Regions from separate parts of the Bactrocera dorsalis genome. Here region 1 is linked to region 2. Evidence: chromatin contacts called from public Hi-C data. All regions are on one chromosome and are shown on one strand. The core of a region is the stretch at or near the end of the contact, and the rest is flanking DNA. Distances in the headings are between cores, read along the strand shown.

Region 1 (7,036 bases), core at 3,248-5,747, 91 kb before region 2:
TTAAAAAATTAAAAAAAAGTCTTTATATTTTTATTTTTGAAGTCAATGCTCTTTTGAAAACGTTTTAAAGACTATTATCCATTATTTCGTTATTATTTTTCTCTCTCTCGATTTCAGATCTGTTTTTACTCCTATTGGCGATCTTAACGAAATCCTAAGAATGTAAATTTGATATTAGTAAACTCTATGATAAATCTTGGAATCCTTTGCCAGCAATCTAGAGCGTTTCTGGTAAACGTTCTCTACTATCTTTGCACTTGGTTATTTTTTATTGCTTTTTTTATTATTAAATGTCCTGAATTTACAATATTTTCTACAGTATTGAATTGAGTTTATGTTAAATTTGGTAAGACTTTATCGTTCAAGGAATTGTATTATGTTATGTGATATTTTGTTAGAATCCTTAGGGAATATTTACAATTATTAGATCTCTAATGAAATTATCATAGGAGCAGGGGACCTCTTAGAATCTTATTACATGGAGAGTAGGCGTGGTTGTAGTCCGATTTCACCTATTTTCACACTATGACATAGCAATCTTGAAATAATGTCATGTATCTAATTTGTTTGGAATCGGTCGAGCAGATCCCGCTATATGCAATTTCACCTAAAAAAAAGCGGTGTCGCACCCATTGTCCAATTTTGACAACGGCATTTTTAAAGCTGTCTGATACCATCTCGTTGATAAAATTTAATGTTTCTGGAGTTTTGGTTACTGATTTATCGCGCTTTTGGTAGTTTAAAACAGTACCGTTAAATTGGGGCTGAGCGGGGTTATGAACCGATTTCATTCATTTTCATACTGTCGGTAAGAGTTCTTATAGGATTTAACTTGAGAAATATGTTCATTAAACCTATTAGAGGGCTGGCCACGCCCATTTTTCAAAAATTTGTAACCCACAGGTGCTTAGTTATTAATAGGCGGTTTATAGGCATACAACAGTTAGGTGAACAAAACAACTATTCTCTGTAGCAACATGTTGCTAGAGCATAAACATATTTTATAGGATAATCAACCATTATATTAAAATTGCGAGCAAATTGATATTTTACTTCATAACGGTTTCATAGCAATCGAAAATATTGTAAAACACTTAACCTCAAACATTTTCTAAATGGCTCATTGAGTTTAAACTTATTCAAAAACATTACTATTTCAAATTATACCAAGTGCTATAATGTAAAGTTACTAAATTGGCTTGAATCTGAAGCCACAATCGACCAGTTTGCCCTCTATGATCACGTTTAGGCTAAACTTTCCGGGTTAAAAAACTATTTTTAGCGAAGAATTTCAAAATTTTAACTCAGCGTGTCATATTTCCGAAATATTTTATGCTTTCTATTAATATATATACATATATATATGCTTCCCCACGAGTTTACCAACGACTGGTTTAACAGAAATAAATCTTTATCGGTCGCATGGTTGCGTTTATTTGAGTTGTTGTAATCTATTTTGTTTTATGTTTGTCGCGGTTGAAGTTTGCCAACGGATCATCTTCACACAAAAAGAAATAAGAAATAGAAAAAAATCGCACTCGAACAATTGCGGCGTACACACACATACGCACGCAGATAAGCGGCGTTCGCAAAACTCACTGAGAAGCCTCTTCAAACTAAGCAGCGCCAGCCAACAAAAAAAAAAATTTCGCCACAAGTGTGTGAGCAAAAATTCGCAAACCCCACAGAGTTCGATTCGACATTCTAGCAACGAATAAATGAAAGAAAGAGAATTGGCAAAAAATTCGCAAATTTGCAAAGAGTCACGACGCTGTCAACGCCGCTGATGTCATACGCAGCCGAAGTGGGGCCCCAAAGAGCGGGCGAACACGTTGGCGCGAACGAGTGCGCAAGATAAGAGGACCACGCCGTGCGTGTGTGTGCGAATGTGTGTTGGTGAGTTTGCGAATATACATGTAGAATGTTGAGTGCGCTGGCAGCGCAACATGTTGCTTGGCACAAAAATGTTGCGACGCTGTTTTTGCAGTGTTGCTGCTGCGAAATTGCGAAAATTGAGCGTTGAGTGGTTGGCGAAAGAGTGTGTCAGGCATGTATTTGTATATTTTGCGAATATTTTGCAAATTTTATTTTAATTTGTGTGTGCGCGTGTGCGTATGAGAAATTATTTTATTTCCACTCGTTTCCATATGAATTGCGTAGAAACGTGTAAAAGCTGAATAAAAATGCTATGAAATGACGGATGATAGAGGAGCGTTAGAGATTTCGACAAGAGTTTTAGTAGTTAGGAGCGCAATTTGCCGGCGGTTTCTTGGCTTTATACAGCTATGACATTGAAGGTTGTAAGGTATACGCGTAGATAGGTCTCTTTTAGAAAGATAACGAGATCACTTTTGCGATATACAAGTATGTATGTATGTATGTACGTAAGTAATTTGAATTTTGTAGAGAAATGTTTAAAGTTAGAGACAGAGAAATTGTAGAGGTAAAAAAGTAGCTAAAATATGTAGTAAATAAAAGAAAAAAACAGTGGAAACAGTTGAACGAATGTTGAGTGTGATTGGTATGGTATTTAGTCGGAAGTATTGTTTTTGGAAAATGAAGTCTATGAAATTAAATAAAAAATAAAATAATTAAATTAAAAATTACCATTAAGCAAATAAGGTAGAATTAATATTTAAATTAAAAAAAAATATTGAAAAAAATAAGCTAAACAAATTAAGTAAAAAAAAATTAAAAAAAAAAATATAATAAAATCAAATAGAATATAAATTAAAATAAAAAAACGAATTAAAATTAAGTTAAGAATTAAAATTAAATTGAACAAAATTAAATAAAATTAAATAAAATTAAACTAAATTAAAATTAAATTAAGCTAAGTTGAGCTAAATTAAGCTAAGTTAACTTAATTTAAGTTAAGTTAAGTTTTAAGTAAAGTTTTAAGTTAAGTTAAGTTAAGTTAAGTTAAGTTAAGTTAAGTTAAGTTAAGTTAAGATTAGTTAAGTTATAATAAGCGAAATATTGAATTGAACTTAAATTGATTTGGGTACAATGATGAAGGAATGAGATAATGGAAAGCAAAAAAAAAATAATTAATTTAAAAATAAATTCTCTAATAGAAGATATTTTCCGCACAATAACCTACGGTTGAAAATAATTAAAAATTGCTATTTTTTCACGTTGAATTTTACCAAAAACCTAGTCGCTTTTGGCTTGCAAAAACTCGACTTTTGACTGAATTAAATTAAATTGAATAGAAGAAAACTAGATAAAGTTGAATGAATTAAAAAAAATTTTATACTAAATTATTTTATTTGAAAATATGTAAAATATGTACTATTTTTATATATACATATATATTTAAATTAATTATTAATTACTGCTAAATTTATTGACACTCAAAACACACTCGAAATACACATCAAATACCCCAAACTAATATTTGCTAGCTATCCGAATTAGGTTAAAGAACTTTTCGTTAACATTTCACCTTTTCATTTGCACCACGAGTGCCGAAAACTATTCTATTCATTGATATACATAAGCTTAAACCCTTCACTTCTCGCTAACACTACACCAAAATATTCTACGCATTTCAAAGTATGTAATTCAAATGGAGAAATCGCCTACTCCATACATTAGACACTTCCTATACTACTGCTACACAACAGTGTGCGCCCAGCAACATGTTGCCAAACAGCAGCAGGCCAAAGAGTAACGGCAACGGCATGAGTTTGAGCTAAAATGTAATGATAATAAATTGTTTTAATTATTTTTATTGCCACTACTGCTTTACAGTACAGTTAAATGCTGATTGGCGCTCTTACAAGCTATCGCAACATGTTGCTGGCAACATTTAAGAGTGTATATTCGCAATGTTTGTTGGTGGGGATACGTTTTGCAACTCGTTATGCTTAAACAGTGAAAGAGTAAAAGCGTGTTACTCATGTGCGCTCACAGCAGGAGTGAGTTGCGTGTTGCTTGTATGTGTGACTGGTATGTGAACAGGTGGCGGGGGCCACGGAAGGTGTGTAGTGAGCGCCTATTTCTAAGCAAAAGCCACTGACTACTTGATGATTTTTGTAGTTTGCAGGTAGTTGATTGTATGTTTGTATGCGTGTGTGTGCTCACAGTTCTTCTCCTTGCTTTTAAGAGCACATTCCACGAGTATTTGAGCGGCGCTGTAGGCCAACAGGAGTTCGAATTGCAACATACGCTCTGACGCTCCCAACCACTGGACGCTTTGTCGCCAACAAGACTCTCTGCCGCCGAGGTTCGCATGCGAATTGTGCGTTGACTGCAAATAGAAATGCCACTGGCAATGGTAGTGTGTGAAGTGGGCGGGGTGTGGTGCGCCGGTACGTGGCTCGCACTCGTAACCGCACATATGTAAGACCAATAGGAGGTTTAGGAGACTAGTTTGAGTGGAATTGCATTTTCGCACACAGAGCGTGACGTGAACAAGTGTGTGCCTCAGAGTCGCGCGGTCTGCCAACAAGGAGCGGGTGGTGGCGCAAGGAGCGCGCGCTGTTCGAGCCGCTGAAACGCACAGTGAGCAAGTGAGTAAATCGTCGGTGGTCGTTCGTTGGTGTGTCTGTGTGTGGGTGTGTGTTTGTGTGCCCTTAGCATTTCAGCTATGAATTAGCTAGAAAAACGCACGCTGAGCGCCAACAAAATGTTGCTTACAGCCGCGCTGCTTCGCATATGTTACGCCTGTGACCGCGGAAGGGGGAAGGTGGCGCTGTGTAAAATTTGTAAATTTCTGAGTGTTGGAACTCATAAACGGGTGTGTGAGTGTGTGCATTTTACTGTTTCTCACGACAGTGACACTGGCCGTACGTAACATTTCACGAATTCTTCGGCCGCCTGCTCCTCCGCTGAGTTTGCTCTAAGTTTTCTGCGACGCTGGCGGCAGCGGTTTGATGCTTTGAGTGTTAATGCGTTTTGGCTCCACACACAAAATGTTTGCGGATCGCCACAACTACAACTGCACGCATCAACTACACTACTGACCACTACAACAACAGCAAAAACTCAACGTATCGCATAGAATTAATATAGGAGACTATGACTTTGGCAGGAGCGTCCGCGAGCGAGTGAGTTCACTCAAACGGCATTAGCGGCACTTCGCACACACAAAATTTCTAGAAGACGCACACACCGACATATGTTTGCGCCCAGCATTTAGGTGTGTATGTGTGTGTGTGTAGCAAAGTGACTAGAGTCGCGGTGGCAGCACAGCGCTAGGCCAGACACCAGCGACAGTACCGAATGTGTGTTGGTAGTAGGAGCGGGCCAGTCGATCTGCCAAACAGTCTGCTAGTCATCCCAGCTAGCTAGCGAGTCAGTGCGTCAGCGCCGTTGGACACACAGGGCTACTTAGCAAGCCAGTGAGATAGCCTGGCAGTGGGACACTTAGGCTGTCATCAGGCAGCGCCAGCGGAAGGAACCAACCATAGAAGTAGAAATAGTAACAGCAGCAGCAGTGGCAGCGACAGCGACAGCGGCAACAGCAGCCACTCGGGCAGCCACTCGTGCAGTTAGCCAGTTAGCACGCCAACTAAAAAAGCAACAACCAACAACCAAGAGCCACCAAGCAAGCAACCGACCAACCAAGCAGGCAAGCAGCCAGCCAGGCAGGCAGCAAGTCAGCCAGTCGGGCAGTCGGCAGTCAGCCACCGCATATTCGCACACTCAGCGAACGCAACGCAACACATGCAAAAAGTTACTCGCTTGCAACGAACGAGACGAGACACGCAACGGCTAAGAACGGATCGCATTAGCGGCAATAGCAGCAAATCGCTAACTAACTGACTACAGAAAGACCAGCGGCGGCTGATTGTGTAGAAAAGGCGGAAAGAAATTACTTTTTTTTGTTGGTTTTTTGCCGTGCCAGCGTAGTGTGTACTGAACTCTTTTAAGTAATTGAAAATATAAAAAATTTCGTGAAATGTTGAAAGTTTTCGAAAAAAATGAGACTTTTGTAAAAATGCAACGCCAAACGAGTATGCAAAGTGAACTGGAAAAAAGTGTTTCGAGTGCGACGAAGCATTAGCGAAGCGGGAAAGGCAGTAAACGTCGTGCGCATAGCGGAAGTATAGCAGTGAGAAAGTGCGGTAGGTTTGAAAAAATGTCGTGTTGTTTGACCGACGGCAATGCAGCCGAAGTGAATTGTTATTATTTTTTATTAAAATTGAGTGTAATGTGTGAATGGGTGCCTAGAAAACTGGAAAGATATAAAAATATTTTGAAACGAAAGCAAGAAAGTAAAAGTAAATGCAAAATAATTTAATAAAATTAAAGTTATAATCAAAACAAATTATAAAATTGAAAAAAAAATTGTAATTAAAAATTAATAATAATTAATAATTAATTATAAAAATTAATAATAATTAATAAATTAATTAAATAAAATTAATTAGATGAAATTAATAAATAAAATTAATAATAATTAGTAAATTATTAACTTTTGTAGTAAAATTGAACACTATAAAAATAAAATCTATGTGATCCTTAAATGCAGCAACATTTTAAAACGGACGATAATAGCTAAAGTTACCGGATAAAAAATAACTATTGAAAACTTTAATTTATTCACTTTTGTAGTAATTGAAAAATATTGCAAATATATAAAAGAGCAAATAAAACCCTAGAGAAATGCAAAACTCATTAATATTAATTAACAACAAAAAGTTTTGAGTATATTTTTAGAAATGATTAAGGCCGTCAAAAAGCCATAACTTTTTAATTTAAAAAAATGTAGTAGTATAGTACACATAACAAAAAAAAATATTATATTAAAACATTAAAAACAAATTTTAATTTAAAAAAATTAAAAAGAAAATTCATAAAAATTTAAAAAATTACTAAAAAGTATAAGTATAGTGAAATTAACTAAAATTAAAAAAAAATATATAAATTTTGAATCAAAACAACCTAATAAAAACCTTAAACGTAGCAGAGTGCTAAATTTAAAGAAAAAGAAAGCTATAATAACTAATAAGTGCCAGAAAATCAACAAAAGTGCTCGCAAATTTGTAATAAATTTCCTAATCAGCTGTTTTAATAATATGAAAAC
Region 2 (6,977 bases), core at 3,028-5,527:
AATCTGTACCCCTTTGTTTTTGTATTTCACTAGCAAATCTAAACTTCTTCAGTTATTTACATACACATATTTCTTAAAATTGTTTTGTCAAAATTTTTAAATTTTTTATTTGCAGCGCCAAAGTTTCTAAAAAAATACCACACCGCAGCCGGTAGGATTCGAACCTACGCTCCCAGAGGGAATCTGATTTCGAGTCAGACGCCTTAACCACTCGGCCACGACTGCTTGCATTTGAATCTCCTCACAAAAAGGACTTAGTTTTGCTTCTCCTTTAGCATAATTTGCAAAGACATTCGCAGATTATATTTTTCCCCAAAGAAAGAGCCCAGCAGCTCACAAAAGCGCAATAATGATTTAGTTCACCATGTTTACAGTTATTCATGTGTACGCATGTATGTATGTATGTAAGTGTGTCACAAATTTATTGATTAATTATGATTGCGCTCAATAGCAACAATTGCAATATAATGCAACAACAATCGCTATCAAGCCCTTGCGTCGCTGCCATTGAACACTGTGTCAATCGCCAGTGCAAAAAAATCAAGAGAGAAAAAAGTGCTTCTAACATTTACGCTTACGTCATTATGCAATTTATGCGCAGCATGACAAATCAATTTCTTACGCTTTATGCATTGTGATTGTTGTTGTTACTAATGTTCGCAGTGTTGTTGTGATTGCGGTTGCTGTAAATGCTAACGTTAGGCGTCACACAGCGTAGTGATTGACACATGCACACATATACTTATACAAGCACACTTATACTACAACAAATACACATACTTACGTGTGGACATGCATTAACACCGTTATCAGTGTTGTAAATTTAACGGCCGAGACAAATGTTTCGCCTGAATAATGCCATGAGGTGATGGCGTAAAGTTAGCTTCGCTGGGCTAACGGCGCATTGGTGGTGTGAGGCGCTAACGGGAATTGCTTTTAATGGAGTAACACTCATATAAGTTGGTAGAGAACTTGTAGTTGGTTGTTATTGTACTATAAGATGGAAGAAGGAATCGCTGTGGGCGGGTCATCGGAAGTGCATTCTTAAAAGACTTCAAGAAGGCAAAAAGTCTAGACATTTGTCGTCAATTTCCACAGCTTGTCGGCTGGCTGTGCGTGAGGCATTTAAACTTCTTTCTGTTTTGATTACGATTTTCTATTTTGCATCAGATTTATATAGATTTTTGCAATGTAATTATCATAACCTCAACACTCAACTAAATTTATTTATTTTTTTGTCCCAGCAAATGTGTTAATCATTGCTTAGCAAATAATTTGCTTTGTCATTCCGCTGGAAGAGGCTTTTGTTTTTGTACTCCGTTGACATTTTTAACACTTCGTTATTAGCTTTGTTGATTCGCTAACAGTTTTCACGCCTACCTTAGCAATTTTTTGTACCAAATAGTTAATTAGTAACCTACCTTCCCATTTCTATTTCTTCTTTAAACTATTTTCATCGTGAAAAACTTACTGGAAGTATGAGAATAGGAACAGTGATCTTCCGTTTCATGATTTATGTATGTCATTCAGGCCATAACAACCTTCTTGTTTGTTTTTAGGTTATGGTAGTTTTTCTTTGAGCTTGGTTCTAGTTAGAGCAGATTATACTTGTATGATGATTTTCAGTTCAAAAAATCAAGGTCATATATAATAACCTAAATTAATTTATTTAATTTGTTCTCTAACCAAAATCCACCGACATATCTTTCTGGAGCGTTGAGCTTCCCTGTTTTTATTTCTAGCTTAATTGCTTTTTACACTCGAAATTTGATAATTTGGGATTTGGAACGTCTATTGCTATATACATAGATCGATATTAAGGATTTCTAAAAATTATTCAAGTAATAGAGCGTAAATTGATCTGACATTTCACTATTAATGCCTTGTGAGTTTCAAAGCCCATATAAGACTATTTATTATATATCTAGCCTATAGCAACTTGACAACCCCTCGATGGATTTTGATTTTTCTTAGACGCCAACAAAGTTAATTCAATGTATAGCCTAATTTTTGGGAATACAGATAGGTAACGGGTGTGAATAACTAAATAAATCCAACTTGTCCTATATATAGTGATTTGCATGAAAAGGCATATCCTTGATGTTGTTGTTTTTTACATTCCAGCATTAATAATTAAATATCTCACAACAATACTGTACTAAAACATCGACAATAACAAGCGCGTACGTCAATATTTTGGCAGAAAACATATAGATCGATGCGAAGGGGTTTTAAAAAAATTATTCAAATAATAGAGCGCAGATTGGTCTGAATTTCAAGGCGTTTCACTATTAATACCTTGTGAGTTTCAAAGTCCATAAAAGACTATTTAATATATCTCTAGTCTGTAGCAACTTGACAACCCTTCGACGGATTTTGATTTTTCTTCGATATCAACGAAGTTAGTTCAATGCAGACACTAATTTTTGGGGTTTTTGAAAATAACCGATATGAGTACAGAATAATACTCGCAAACACTTTACAGAACATCCAAGCCTTTCAAAAAGTTAAGGAAGCTCAATAGACTTATTCTTCTAAATTTCCATTAATATTTGTTCAATTGTCCTGTTGTCCGATTTTAAGGGTTAATAATTGCGTTTATTCGATTCCTTTATCGGATTTCATATCAACCAGATGCAGAGTTGCTTTTGAGCTAATTGAAAAGAGCCAATTTCTCATCAGTTTTTGAAATATCGATCTGAAATCTTGCACATATTCTGCTCTCCTCAAGAAGCTGCTCATTTGTCAGAATCGCCGATATCGGATCACTATAGCATATAGCTGCCATACAAACTGAACGATCGAACTCAAGTTCTTGTGAAGAATCTTATCACAGAAGCTGTCTATTACACTAAAAAACGCTAATAATGCAAAAAATATTTTTTTTTCTTATAAAATTCTTATAATAGTCCGCCGTCTGGCACACACATACTATTATTTCCTTACTATGAAAATAAATTCATATTTTTTGTAACCACAAACGGGTTAATGCCTAATGTACTTTTAAGTGCATTTTCTTGCGAACACCAAACGGGCGTCTTAATAACTGTACATGCGGAATGCATGTGTATGAGTGTGAGTGTATGTAGCTGGCTGATGCGCATATGTACGTTCGCAAGTACAACAGGGCGTATGACTGTAGATAGACTTATGGACACGCACTTGCGCGTGCACTGCAACAACAGCAAAAACAATAATCATACAATAACTAAAACAACAAATAATAAACGATAAAGAATTGTAGCAGCTAAAATAGGCGAGAAAACACGTAAACGTACAAATGCTTGTAGCACAACAACAACAACACCAACAAACTAACGCGTGCATAGGAAAAGCGATAGCGTAACAAGCGAACCCCCATTTACGCTCGTTCCACCGAAAACGCGCTTCAAGGTTGGCGATGACAAATAAATTATAAAAGCGCAACCAAAACAACAGCAACAAAAAATGCAGTGTAATGCGATTGCAAGTTGACTCTGGGAAAAATGAATGAATATTTTGCATGTGTGTGTGTGAGTAATTGTGAAACGCACACTGCCACCTCACACCGCCCCCGAAAGCTTAGAAGCATTATTAAACGTAGTTGGTGGGAGGAGGCAGTGGTGGGGTGCTTTGGGGGTTAGCGCGTTGCGTGCTCTGTTTAATGAGGGCCTGAGAGAATTCAGTGAGAGAGCATGCGGTGCATTTGAGAGCGAGGTGAGGGGGTTTGCCGATGCGTGTATTCGCTTGTAGGTTGGGCGCGTGTGTGTGTTTTGGGTTTAGGGGAAGTGAATAATAAAGCTACATTCAAAAATAAAAAAAAATATATATAATTTTTACCCTTAAGAATTTTAGCGATAAGAAAATCACTCAACACGTCGAAGATAACAACAAAACATTGCTACTCACTGAAGACTGGTGGCAAGAAAGCAATGAAGGGCAGCCAGAAGTGGAAGATTTCTATTGAAGGGATGAAAACATGCCGTGATTTACATTTTTTTCACTTTTTCTACAACCCCATAATTTTTAATTTCCTTCATTCTCTCTCCCGCGCCGACTTACGCACGCTCATATGCTCAAAAACTGCACTCATTTCGTAGCGTGTACAACACTCTTCGCCTCCAAATGCATTTTAGTGCAATATGAGCGAAAGAAATTTACCAAAAGAAGAGCGCATTTTGCGAAATATGTGCAGAAGAGCAAAATATTTGTTGCCAGTGCATGTTGCAACGCGTTTGAAGAGAAAGCGAATGTGATATATGACAAATGCAATTAAAACATTTTAAGAGCACGAATGCAATTGCGAGCAATAACATTTGTTTTGCGCTGAAATGTGGAAACTTTGGTGTGTGTGAGGCGAGTGGTGTAAGTTGACATACATATACTCGAGAGGTAACGGGTATGAATAACTACATAAACGCACCGTGTCTTATATAGTGTGATATGTGTGAGAAGGCATATCCATGTTGTTATTGTTGTTGTTTTTACTATTTGTTTATTTAAGCTTAGTTCAACATTGCAGCGTTAATAATTAAATATGCCACAACAATACTGTAATAAAACTTCGACAACAAGAAAGGGCACATGCCAATAATTTTTCGGTGGCAGAGAACATACATACGTACAAATAAGTTAAAGCGTTTAGCAAGTAATATCTTCTAAGCCATTTGGAAAAGTTTTATGCTGTATGAATATAATAACAAAAATATTTTTATTATTGGATGCAGGGAAACTATGTATAACACCATTCTTAAAATAAAAAGTTTTTATACAAGAACTTGATTTTGATCAGTCAGTTTGTATGATAGCTATTGCTATATACATATATATTTGCTCTGGTTCTTAGATTGAACATTTTTTTTCTGAGATTTTAGCGTTTCTTTGAACAATAATCTGTGGGAAATTTCGTGAAGATGTTTGCTCAATTAAAAAAGTTTCTCATACAAGAACTTCATTTTGACCAACAGTTTATATGGCAGCCATAGCCTAGAATGGTCTGATCTAAACAATTTCCCCAGATATTGTGCTGTTGCTTGAAACAATACTTTGAACCAAATTTGGTGAATTTATCTTCTCAATTAAAAAAGTTTCCCATACAAAGACTTTATGTGATCGATCAACTTGTATGACACCTATAGGTTATATTAGTCCAATTTGAAAAATTTTTCCAGACATCGTACCGTTTCTTAAATCAATAATTCGGACCAAACTTCGTGAAGATATCATCTCAATTAAAAAAGTTTCCCACACAAGGACTTGATTTGGTCGTTCAACTTCTATGGCAGCTATAGGTTTTATTGGTCCGATCTGAACAATTTCTCCAGACATCGTACCGTTGCTTGAAACAATAATCTGTATCAAATTTCGTGAAGATATCTTGTCAAATATAAAAGTTTCTCATACAAAGACTATATTTTTATTGGCCAGTTTATATGGCAGCTATAAGCTATAGTGATCCGATATCGGCATTTCTGACAAATGAGCAACATCTTGAAGAGAGAAGAATGTGTGCAAAAGTTCAGACCGATATCTCAAAAACTGAAGAACAAGTTCACATATTTGCAAACAGAGAGTCAGACGACATGACTTAATGGACTCCACTGAATTTTCTTTCATATGCCATTGTCTTTCGTTATTATAGTTGTCTCCGTATTCCATTGTTATCAAGACTCTTATCTTAGGATACCAAAACTTACTAAAACTACCATTCTTCTTTGTTTGCTAGAAAAGTGAGGTTAACTTTATGTACTAATGGCTAGAATATAGTTCTAAATTATTTTGTCTAGTAAGTCAGGTTAGCTTCATATAGTTACAAACTGTTAGAATGTCACTCTAAATGATTTTCTAGTTTGTGTTACCTGTATGTATTACCTCATGGTTTGTTTACTCAATCTCTCCTTATTCTCGGTTTGGTAATAAAGTGAGGTTAGGACCAATTTGCTAATGTAGAATATCGTTTGAACTTATTGCTGACTGTACGAGTATATATTTTATTTATATATATTTATATTTTTATGATTCCATAATTTAGTCCATCTCTCGTTCATCTATGGAATATGATAAAGTGAGGTTAGATCCGGACTGATTTCTAGTGCCAGAATATCGTTCTAAACCTCTTTCATCTTGTAGGAGTAACTATTTTATTTACATTTATTACTGTTAGAATCCCAACATAAGGCACCGTGAAATTTTTAATAAGGAATAATAATAACCATTACTCATATTTGTAGTATAGAAAGTTCCACGATTTTGTATTTTTAACCTTTCGAAAGTATCCTAAGACTTAATTCAACACTCTGTGTACCCATTTATTATAAGAAGCATGCAACACAATGGTTCAAGAAGAGCCAACCAGACTTCGGACGCAACTAACATAAACATCTTCGCCTCTCAGTGAATGTCGTACTTAAAGTCAAATCACCACCCATCGCAGACGTAGAGCCCGATATGCCGTGAGAATCGGGAGTGACTCTTGCGCAGCTGCGTTCTGGACACTGAAGCAGGTGAAATTCCAACTTACTCAGAATCGACTTTGACATACCAAATTTATGTCCAGCATGCAATGAGTACCCGCATGACTCTAACGACCTCTGTGCATGCCCAGTTAACCCTATACATCTAACACCTCTGTCTCAAAGGTCCGACCCTTGACACCGCATGTTTCCTGGGCCTACCGTTGGATGACCTCCATGGCAACTTGTCTGAACCTTACAAACCTAACGGGAAATATATAGATAACCGTTATGATAACAACAACAATAACAGGATTCAAGAAGAAATATCAACAGCATCAAGGTTCAAGAAGAAATATTGTGAAAATTAACGAAGTCTAAGTTCGATTTGGTATTTTTAACCTTTCGGAAATAGTTTAGAACTCAATTGAACACTCTGTGAATCCATTTATTTTAAGAAGCATGCAAACTCGATGGTTCAAGGAGAATTATTTAGAGAATTAACGGCTGCTGAATTCGATTTGGTTCCAGTTTCGTACTTCTTAG

Evidence for each region. Hi-C and Micro-C count contacts between places; a contact is called where the count stands out from the background.
Region 1: a Hi-C map of whole body shows a contact between it and region 2, with 9 times the contacts expected there. The contact joins the promoter of LOC105229801 here to the enhancer-like site in region 2.

What each region holds. Positions count from the first base shown.
Region 1 is chr4:60,608,308-60,615,343 of ASM2337382v1, reverse strand. It overlaps LOC105229801 (platelet binding protein GspB), which reads left to right and starts at 4,497. Exons shown (of 11, transcript XM_049454139.1): 1 at 4,497-4,517.
Region 2 is chr4:60,517,006-60,523,982 of ASM2337382v1, reverse strand. All of the region lies in intron 3 of LOC105229801 (platelet binding protein GspB), which reads left to right. Trnas-cga (transfer RNA serine (anticodon CGA)) reads right to left here and starts at 225; the gene lies at 144-225. Within about 2 kb of position 4,277, the one cell type or tissue checked has open chromatin away from gene starts, as enhancers often do.